Linked DNA regions of Mus musculus: all the other regions are linked to region 2. A link is a contact called in public HiChIP or PLAC-seq data. All regions are on one chromosome and are shown on one strand. Each heading gives the region's core, a stretch centred on a gene start, on an enhancer-like site or on the middle of the called end of the contact. The rest is flanking DNA. Distances are from core to core; before and after follow the strand shown.

Region 1 (2,822 bases), core at 256-2,755, 110 kb before region 2:
AAATATGTGACATTTTCCATTCTATTTCCGTTACCTAATATCTCCCATTCTCCCAGATTTTACAAAACCTTTAGATTAATCACCATACATAAAGGATGTTGGCTCCTTTGTCCAGGAGAGAAAATTTCTCCCTCTCTATGCTACTTGTAAAAACAGGGTCTCAGTATGTAGCCCTGGCTGTCCTGCAACTCTCTATGCAGACCAGGCTGGCCTCGAACTCACAGAAATCCTCCTGCTTCCCAAGTGCTGAGATGAAAGGTGTGTTCCACCACACCCGGTTTGGCTTCTTCTACTCTCATTTTCAGTAACTGGGGACAGCAAACGGTACTGCCAGCGTGGGTTACAAGAGAAAGATGGTTTGTTTAAAGACTATTCAAGTGTACAGGAGTTCACAGAACACTGCAACTTGAAGTGACCAGAATCTAGGGCTTGTAGGCACCCTAGTGGTGGTGGTGGCACTTTAATTGACTGTGGGAGATATGTTCTTTTTGCAGAAAGTTTTTTTTTTAGGTGAATTGCTACCTTTTTAAACTTTTATTTATTATTAGCAGTGTGTGTGTGTGCGTGCGCGTGTGTGCGTGCGTGTGAGTGTTCCAGTGCAGACTTACGTGTGCCACTTTTGATCTATTCTCTTTCCACCTTGGGATGTGGTGCTTGAACTCTGGTTAGTCAGTCTCAGACCCCAAGACAAATGGTGGCTATTTAACAAATCAAATATGACCTGGCTTCAGGTTCTTCCAGTCCCTACGGTTACAGGGTAGGGCTGGCATACCCTCTACCCTGAACTCTCCAGCCCAGGGACTGGGCTGCTCTTGCTCAGACGCTCTTCCCTATAATCCAGACATGTTGGTTACCTGCCCTGTCCCTGTATCCCTGCGTGCCCCAGCTCAGTCTGGGCTCCCAGATGCCCCTGCCTCGGGCTATGCTCTCTCTTCTATCTACGATAAATCGTCATCTCCACCACACTTAGGGACAGTCATTTCCTTTTTTTATTTTTATTTTTATTTTTTTAATTTCTATTTTTCATTCAGGTGCCAGGCTCGCAGGGTGAGCCTCTGTTCACATGGAGCATCCCCCCTGCCCTGTTTAGGTCATTTCTTTTCCTCTAGGGATAAGTAACAGGAAATGAGGAGGCGGTACCCCAACTGAGAAATTCCAGAAAGGGCCTTAAGAAAGGCGCGTTCTTCTGCAAATAAGACAGGCAGTGAAGGAAGGGTGAGGTTGGTTGGTTTGTTTGTTTTGGGGTTTTGTTTGGTTTATTTTTCTTGTTAGGGATCCAACCCAAGACCTTATGTATGCTGAATTACACCCCCAGCCTTTGAAAAAAAAAATGTAATTTGGTTGAGAATCAAGAAAGCCACCTCCACTTCTGTTCCAAGTAAGGGGAGGGTCAGGATTCCAAACTCAGCGGATGCTCCGCAGTCCCGCCCATCGGCTCCTTGCTGTGTCCCACCCCTAACCTTCAGGAGAACACGACTGGGGCCAGCCCGATCCGGTCCACAGTTTCACTCTGCGTATAAGAGCAGTTAATGCGTGTGTCACCCGAGAACGTTCACATGTCACACGTCTCCCTAGGCATGTGATTTCTCTCAGAGTCGCTAATGCTGGAGAAAACCAGCTGCCGGTGGAGAGGCTAGTGTGCCTTGAGGGTCAGGGCGAAGAGTCTCGTTCACTCAACCGCGAATGCTGCCCACGTGGAGGGGGTCCTGGTTGGACCGCTCAGTCCTACAGCTTTCCTGAGGCCACCTCTCTTTCAGCTGTTCCTCTGTGGTGAGGACGCAGGCCGGGGGACAGTCGCCAGTGATCCAGCTCTAAGTGCCTGATTGACTGGAGGTCATGCCTGACTCTCAGGGGGAAAATGAGGAGTCTCATTTAACTGATTTTATTTGTTTTGTTTTGTGTTTTGAGACAAGGTCTGTCTTGGTAGCTCTAGCTGGCTTGAAAGTTGCTATGTAGACCAGGCTGACCACTAGTTCCCTAAGATCTCTGTACCTCTGCCTCTAGTGTTGAGATTAAATGGACGAGGTGCCACACCAGCATATTTGCATGACTTTAAAGGAAAGAAAAGTGTACAAACAGATAACAGATACATGCACATCCAACACACACACACACACACACACACACACACACACACACACACACACAATTTCTTCTTTAGATTTCTACTCTGTTTTTTGCTTGGTTAATGGAAGAAAGAGACTTAAAAAAAAAACAAAACAAAAAACCAACAACAAACAAACCCAAAGTGGAGAGAAACTGCAGTTCATCTATACGTAGAAAACACCACATCAGAGCACAGCCGAGGGAGAAAACTGAGGCTGTGAGAAGGTCACGACCTTCTCCCACTGAGGCTGTCTCACAGTCCTTGGGGCTTCACAGGCTGGGAGGGGCCAGGCCGTCTTGCTGACACAGCTTTTTCTCATGGGAGTTCTGTAGGGCGAGAGGCGCATTGCCAGCACCATCCCATCCGCTGCACCTGCAAGGGCCTTTGAACAGGGGACTTCATCTGCTGGCCACGTCATGACCTCTGAGTGTGACTCTGTGGGCTTGACATTTGCATTGTGGCTTATAGCTAACTCTGTTCTGTCACACCTCAGATGTACACCCCCAAACACAGCCCCCAGGGCCCCATGCCCCATTCAACATTCTCCTGTCTCCTGTCCAGCCAGTAAGTAGCAACTAAACATGTTTCTCTCTCTCTCTCTTTCTCTGTGTGTGTGTGTCTGTCTGTCTGTCTGTCATCTGTCTCTGTATCTGTCTTTGTCTCTGTGTCTCTCTGTCTTTCTCTCTCTGTATCTTTCTCTTTTTCTATCTCTGTC
Region 2 (2,972 bases), core at 81-2,580:
CACAGAGCCAGGCCCCAGGGTACATGCTGAGTGGATCTCTTAGTCTCAGGATGTCAAGGGCTCCGAAGAGAGAGACCCTGGGCTCAAAGGGTGCTTGGGTAGAGAAAGGGGTGACTCTTGCCCCATCTAAGGCTTGTTTGTTGGGGCTGTTACCTTGAAAACATCCCAGCTCTTCACTGCTTTAGGGATTTATGGGGGGGGGGGGTCATCAGGACCAGAGGCTGGTGAAGCTGCTTGGGGCTTGCAAAGACAGCAAGTACAGCCCTGCTGTGCTGAGGGGTTCCTAGAGAGACCTCAGAGTCCTGACTCTGCCACAGGCCATGTGATCCAAAAGTCCCAATTAAGAGAAGTCTAAGCCCTGGTTGAAGGCACTTATAGTGTCAGGCAGCCAGGCTTGCAGGGTTGTTGGTGGCAGCAGCAAAGCCAGTTGTGACAGGTGGGCAGGTCTCTGGGATAGCTTTGCTCTGGCTCCAGAAACTTTGGCCAGGTTTGCCAGAACAGCCATGCTGAGCTGCAAGGGGCCCCGACTCCCCAGAGTTCCTGATCCGTTTTAATTTTCCGTGTGCTCTGAGCCATTTATTCCAGAAGTGTCTGCTGAGTGCTGCTGAGCCTCAGGCTCCATTCTGGCTGCTCCCCGTGGCTCTCCGCAACAGCACTGCAGGGCCCGGAGGGCTGAGGGGCAGGCTGCTCCCAGCCCAGTTTCTTGGCCTTATCTCTCCAACCCTGCCCTGGGCCCGGGTCCGCTTGCAGCCGAAGTGAAGATGACACCAAGCTACTCTGACCAGAGAGGGGTGGCGGCCCCAGGAGCCTTGCTTGTCAGTGGCCTCTAGCAGATCTCCAACAACCAAGCTTTGTTTGGGGACTGATCTGACCTGGTTCGATGAAGCCTTACTGTTGGCTGCCCAAGACCTCAGGACAGGAAACGGGAGCACGGAAAGCCAATCCTAGCTTCAGGTCGCAGGATGGCCCTTGGACCCGGACCTTCCCTGGCTGGGACCCAAGTCACCAGTCAAACCCTGACCTTCAGCATTGATTGGAATGCTGAAATCAGGGGCAGAGAAGGTCTCTGTGGAGCTGAGGCAACCCATCTGACCCTGGCTTGAGGATCCCGAGGAGAGGACCTATAGGCTTGCCTGCCTCCTGCGTGGCAGTTGGTGGCTGCAGTCTCTGCCACAGTGGTCTTTTCCTCACTCCTCCCAGGGCATGCTCACACTCTGACTCCCCCAGACTACATCTGGAGCAAAGGGTGGGCCACAGCAGCATCAGGAGTCCTGGAGTGTTATACCCAGGTCCTCGCCAGGCCAGGCGTGTTGGGGCAGCAGCTGACTCAGGAGTAGTGGCAACCGTGCTCAGGTTTGAGCTGAGTTCCAGGTGAGCATGGTTACCAGGAAGGGCTGGGCACCAGTGAGCTAGCTGGCTGGCTGCCCGGGGCCTTGAGCTGAGATCAATGGGACTTGCATCCTGGGGCCCTCCTTTCACAACCCTCTTTATAGAGGATCAGATCCCAGCCGGAGGATAAGGCTACTGTAACCCAAGCAACTTGGAAGTGGGTTACATCCAGTGCTTGTCATCTTCCAGCATGCTAGGGACTTGACCGCTGGGCACAGAGGGGTCTGGAGGAGTTATTTGTAAAACTCACTGATAATTAATTCTATATCTTTGGCTCAGTAGAGCAGAGCAGGCGAGTGGCTAGGTAAGGTTAGAGCTGAGGGCTTCTGGGTCATATGGATACTGCAGGGTGCCAGACAAAAGGGCAGTCAGATGTACCAGGGAGCCGGGAGGAATGGTGGCTTCTCACCAGCACTGGCATCGCGCTGCCTCCCTGCTTACAAGGTGTGGTAAAACCTCAGCTATGTCGGATGAGTCACTGGGTGGCAGAGCTTCCTGGTGGCTGCGGGCCGGCCTTAACTGTGGACCTCGGTTGCCTTTATTTTATTTGATTTTTTTCTCCCCTCTGGAAATGCTTTCTGAGACAGACCCTGTATCCATCACTTTCGTTTGTTTGTTTTGCTGTTGTTGCCTGTGGTCGATGTTTTGTGTTGTGGACTTTTCCTTCAGCGATGCAATCAGGAAATGGAACCGGAACATAAAACCCTACCTGTTGTTAGATTCACTTTTATGTCCCTTGCTCTGCTTGTCCCCACAAGTGTGAAATGTATCGTTTAATTATCTGAGCGGCACCTGCTTTCAGGGTTGCATGTCCCTGTCACTCAGGCCCTTTCACCGGGAAGTCACATACCAGGTACGGGTCAAAGCCAGAGCTCTGGCGGCTCTTCAGAGTGGACGTCCTGTGTTTGGTGGCCCCTCACCCGCTTTCCTAGAGGATCTGGCCCACTGATCCGTCTAGACTGTAATGGTGACTCTTTGGCTATTATTATGGCTGTCACCCACAACCAGGAAAGTATGCTCAGGATAGCATTTCATCAAGAGGTATGATGGAGAGAAACTGTCCATCAACCTGCTGAGTGTCCCTGCGCTGGTTTGCTGTTGAGACCAGCTGTCCACCATCTTCATTCCTTGCAGTGACTGGCACACGAGGCTGGCGCAGTGTGATCTCTCCATCCCTGTCACCTCCCGAGCCCATGGGCATGGATCAATGGCTGCAGGTGACAGGCTACCTGGGTCACTTGGCAACCAGGTGTCTGCTGGCTGGTTACTTTGCAGTGATTTCTTCTGGAAGCTTCCTTCCTCTGGCAATCAGGCATAGTTCTCTGGCTTTTCCTGAGCGTTAACATTTTGTTCCTCTGGCCTCAGTCTTTCTCTCATCACCCTGGTCGCTCCTTCCAGGAACTCTCGGCATGGCGGTCCTCTGCCTCCTCCTCTCTATGAGGAATCCCTGTGTGGTAACCCAGTGGCCCCAAGGTGAAGTGAATTACATGTTGGTTCCCTTCCTGTTGCTGTGACAAAGTTCTTAACAAAAGTGTGGGACATGTCATGTTGGTTCACAGTGTGATGGGCCAGTCCGTGTGTGC
Region 3 (2,755 bases), core at 55-2,554, 110 kb after region 2:
TGGGAGGTCAGCCAGCCGATGTGGCCCAGGGGACTGGGAGGGGAACTCCTGGCCTTGTCTTTTCATTTCTAGGTTCTGGCCCTGAGCAACCCTCAGAGCTGTGGGTGGAGGGGTTGAGGTGGGCCAAGCTGCGGTGAGAGAAAGAGGCCTGGAGAGTTTAGAAAATGTCTGTCCTGACATAGGGCCTGGCACTGATGGGTAGGATGGTGAGGCCCATGAAGCTGGACCTGGGAAAGGGGCACTGACCTCTGACCCCAGTCATCTTCCAGATCAGGGAGTCAAGGCTCAGAGAACTTCAGCCACCTGCCTGCAGCCCACAGTATAAGGATGTCATCTGCCCTCCTGGCTTCCTCTGTGTGGCTTTGGATTCTGTGCTGGCATGCAGTCTCCTGGGGAAAGCTCTTGTCCAACAGTTTCCAGGGATGCCTCTGTCTGCAGAGAAAGTGCCCTGAGGTCTCCTGTCTCCTGGCCCTGCTTACCTCCCAGCCTCCCCTTATCCTCTGGCCCAGTGCCAGGTGGAAAACCAGAATAAAGGTTATTCTACATGTCCAACAAGCTGTTAGCAGGAACAGGCCACTCGTCCCTCTCCTGCCTCCCATCTGGGGACCACTCGGGAGGACGGTCTTGCACCAGCACGCAGCCTCTGTGCTAGGCTGGTGAACACATGGTGGGATTCCTCAATAGCAAGCATGAGGACCTAAGAATCATGCCTCGAACCCAAGTAGAAAGTCAAGCATGCTGGTGGCGGGGAGGCAGACACAAGCAGGTCCTTGGGATTCAATGGCTGGCCAGCCCAGCCTACGTGGTGAACCCCACGCCAATCTTTGTCTTTAAAAACAAACTACCTGATGGTGCTCTGAGGAATGACACATCAGACTGTCAGATTACTCTCTGGCCTTCACTCACGCACACAGAGGAATTATAGCCCCTAAATAGAGGACCGGTGTCGGGGAGGCTGTGTGAGCATCCAGGTGGACCCTGGCTGTTTCCGGTAACCCATCTCAAGGTTCTCCCAGTCTCTGCATCTCAAGACTCTCCTGCCACTCATAGCCCTTCATCCTGGCTACAGACACTCTTCCAGGGAGCCAGCTGACACATTTGGCCTCTGAGATTTTTTTTTGAACAGCAATGAAGGGAAAGAATGAGTAAGAAAGAGTGGGGGAAGGTCGGTGGGGAGGGGCAAACAAGCTGGAAAGTCCAAACATGTGTTGTAGAAGCAGGTGCCAGCATGACATCATCAGGAGGGTGGCTGAGGGCCCGAGCCCGGCTCAGCCCAGGAGAAGCTGGCCCGGGAGGCTGCCCTTGGCTCCATTCTGCCCTGCTTGGAGTCGAGAGATTTGTTTCCATTTTAGGGACAGCTCTGGAGGCTGTCCTCTTAACTCCCGGCCGCATTAATAGTTCATTAATTCTGGATCCTTGCTGTGTTCGTTCTTACATGTTCCAAGTGCTGGGTTAGTGTTGAAGAGGAGGCGCAGAGAGAGGGAACCACTGGCTCCAGGCCACACAGCTTAGAGTGTTTGCCTCCGAGCCTCAGCTGGCAGGTGAAGGAAGAGACCTGTGGTTTCCGTAGTGCATGAGGGGGTGGTGGCCTCTGCTTAGCCTCCTTGGCCCAACAGGAGGGGTCTCTGGATACTCCATAAAGTGAGAGCCTCACTTCTGTGGTCCCTCGGGAGAGCTGGCAGGAGGCAGAGATACAGGGGACCGTTGGCCTTACTTGGATTCGCCAATTGGACACGCAGATGCTGCTGTGCTGTGAGGCCAATTACTGCACTGGTGATCTTCACTCCTCTGTGCCTCCTGCTTTGTTTAGAACCTTCTTCTGTGCCCCGCCCCATATTCCCAGGGCTGTCTTCGACCCTGATACAGGATCAGAGCTATCCTCTGCCTGCTGTGTTTTCTGCTGACTCTGTAGCACTTAGCTTTGGGAAGTCTCTGTATGACTCAGTTGATGTGTCTATAAAATGGGTTGCTGGCGTCTTCCTCCCTCCTAAGCCTCTGGGAAGAGTCTGGTGAGAGGTGTTGCTGGAAACCACTTTGTACCAGCGAGTTTTCTGGCTGAGTGTGGTTTGGTTGGTAGAATGCTTGCTCCCATGCAAAAGACCCTTGGGCTCAGACCCCAGCGCTGTATAAACTGAGTGCGGTGGTCCCCGCCCGCCCGTAGTCTGAGCATTGGGGAAGTGTAAGCAGGAGGACAGAAACTCAGGCTGATGCTTGACTCCAGAGTGAGTTTGAGGTCAGCCTGGGCTACGTGAGACTCTTGTTTCTAAATAAACAAGTCAAACAAAGTGCTTTTCGGAGCTGTTCCAGGCACTGGTTTGCTAAAGCTCGGGCCAGCGGAAATCTGGGTCCTTCTGGAGCCCTGGTGCTGAGGGAGGGCTGATGTTAGGGTCGGCTCAGTGCCCAGGAGGAAGTGGGAATTGTCCGTCAGGATAGGAGCCAGCCTAGATTCCCACTGTCAGAAAGGGCTGGGTGACCAGTGATACTGAATAGCCACCCATGAACGTCCGTCTCTGCCTGTCCATGCCTGGGCCAAAGCGAGCTCTTCCCCGGCCCCCCAGCCCAGTCCCTCAGCAAACTCTTCCTGGTGGCCTTTCCTCCCCTGGAGCCCCTCTGGCCTGCACCATGTGACCAAGCACAGGAGGAAGGGCCCAGCTGTGGGAGGTCATGCTGGCCAGGGACTGAGTCTACAGGACCGGCCTCCCAGGAAAACCAGCTGCGTGGGAAACAAGCCAGCAGCTCCGGAAGTCTGTGTGAT

What was found. HiChIP or PLAC-seq counts read pairs in DNA pulled down with a chosen protein or histone mark.
Region 1: an HNF4G HiChIP or PLAC-seq map of pancreatic cancer cells shows a contact between it and region 2. The contact joins two enhancer-like sites. A contact is called at or near these places in 2 of 484 Hi-C or Micro-C datasets (B cells and bone marrow-derived macrophages), 11 of 115 datasets of contacts at active chromatin or transcription factors (bone marrow-derived macrophages, embryonic basal ganglia, embryonic forebrain and 7 more) and 2 of 9 other capture datasets (adipose tissue and liver).
Region 3: a contact with region 2 is called in an HNF4G HiChIP or PLAC-seq map of pancreatic cancer cells. The contact joins two enhancer-like sites. A contact is called at or near these places in 1 of 39 promoter capture datasets (liver), 3 of 484 Hi-C or Micro-C datasets (bone marrow-derived macrophages and liver), 8 of 115 datasets of contacts at active chromatin or transcription factors (acute myeloid leukemia, embryonic stem cells, epiblast stem cells and 1 more) and 4 of 9 other capture datasets (adipose tissue, embryonic stem cells, liver and 1 more).

The regions. Positions count from the first base shown.
Region 1 is chr11:117,090,451-117,093,272 of GRCm38.p6, forward strand. No RefSeq gene overlaps it. Among named protein-coding and RNA genes, the nearest start is that of Mir6516, 15 kb to the left of the region's middle. Within about 2 kb of position 1,506, at least 123 of the 459 cell types and tissues checked have an H3K27ac peak or open chromatin away from gene starts, as enhancers often do. A contact at or near this core is called in pancreatic cancer cells, where this site is marked.
Region 2 is chr11:117,203,826-117,206,797 of GRCm38.p6, forward strand. It overlaps a transcript of Septin9 not described here. Among named protein-coding and RNA genes, the nearest start is that of Gm39478, 61 kb to the right of the region's middle. Within about 2 kb of position 1,331, at least 58 of the 459 cell types and tissues checked have an H3K27ac peak or open chromatin away from gene starts, as enhancers often do. A contact at or near this core is called in liver, pancreatic cancer cells and pancreatic islet, where this site is marked.
Region 3 is chr11:117,310,062-117,312,816 of GRCm38.p6, forward strand. All of the region lies in intron 2 of Septin9 (septin 9), which reads left to right. Among named protein-coding and RNA genes, the nearest start is that of Gm34065, 16 kb to the right of the region's middle. Within about 2 kb of position 1,305, at least 136 of the 459 cell types and tissues checked have an H3K27ac peak or open chromatin away from gene starts, as enhancers often do. A contact at or near this core is called in liver, pancreatic cancer cells and pancreatic islet, where this site is marked.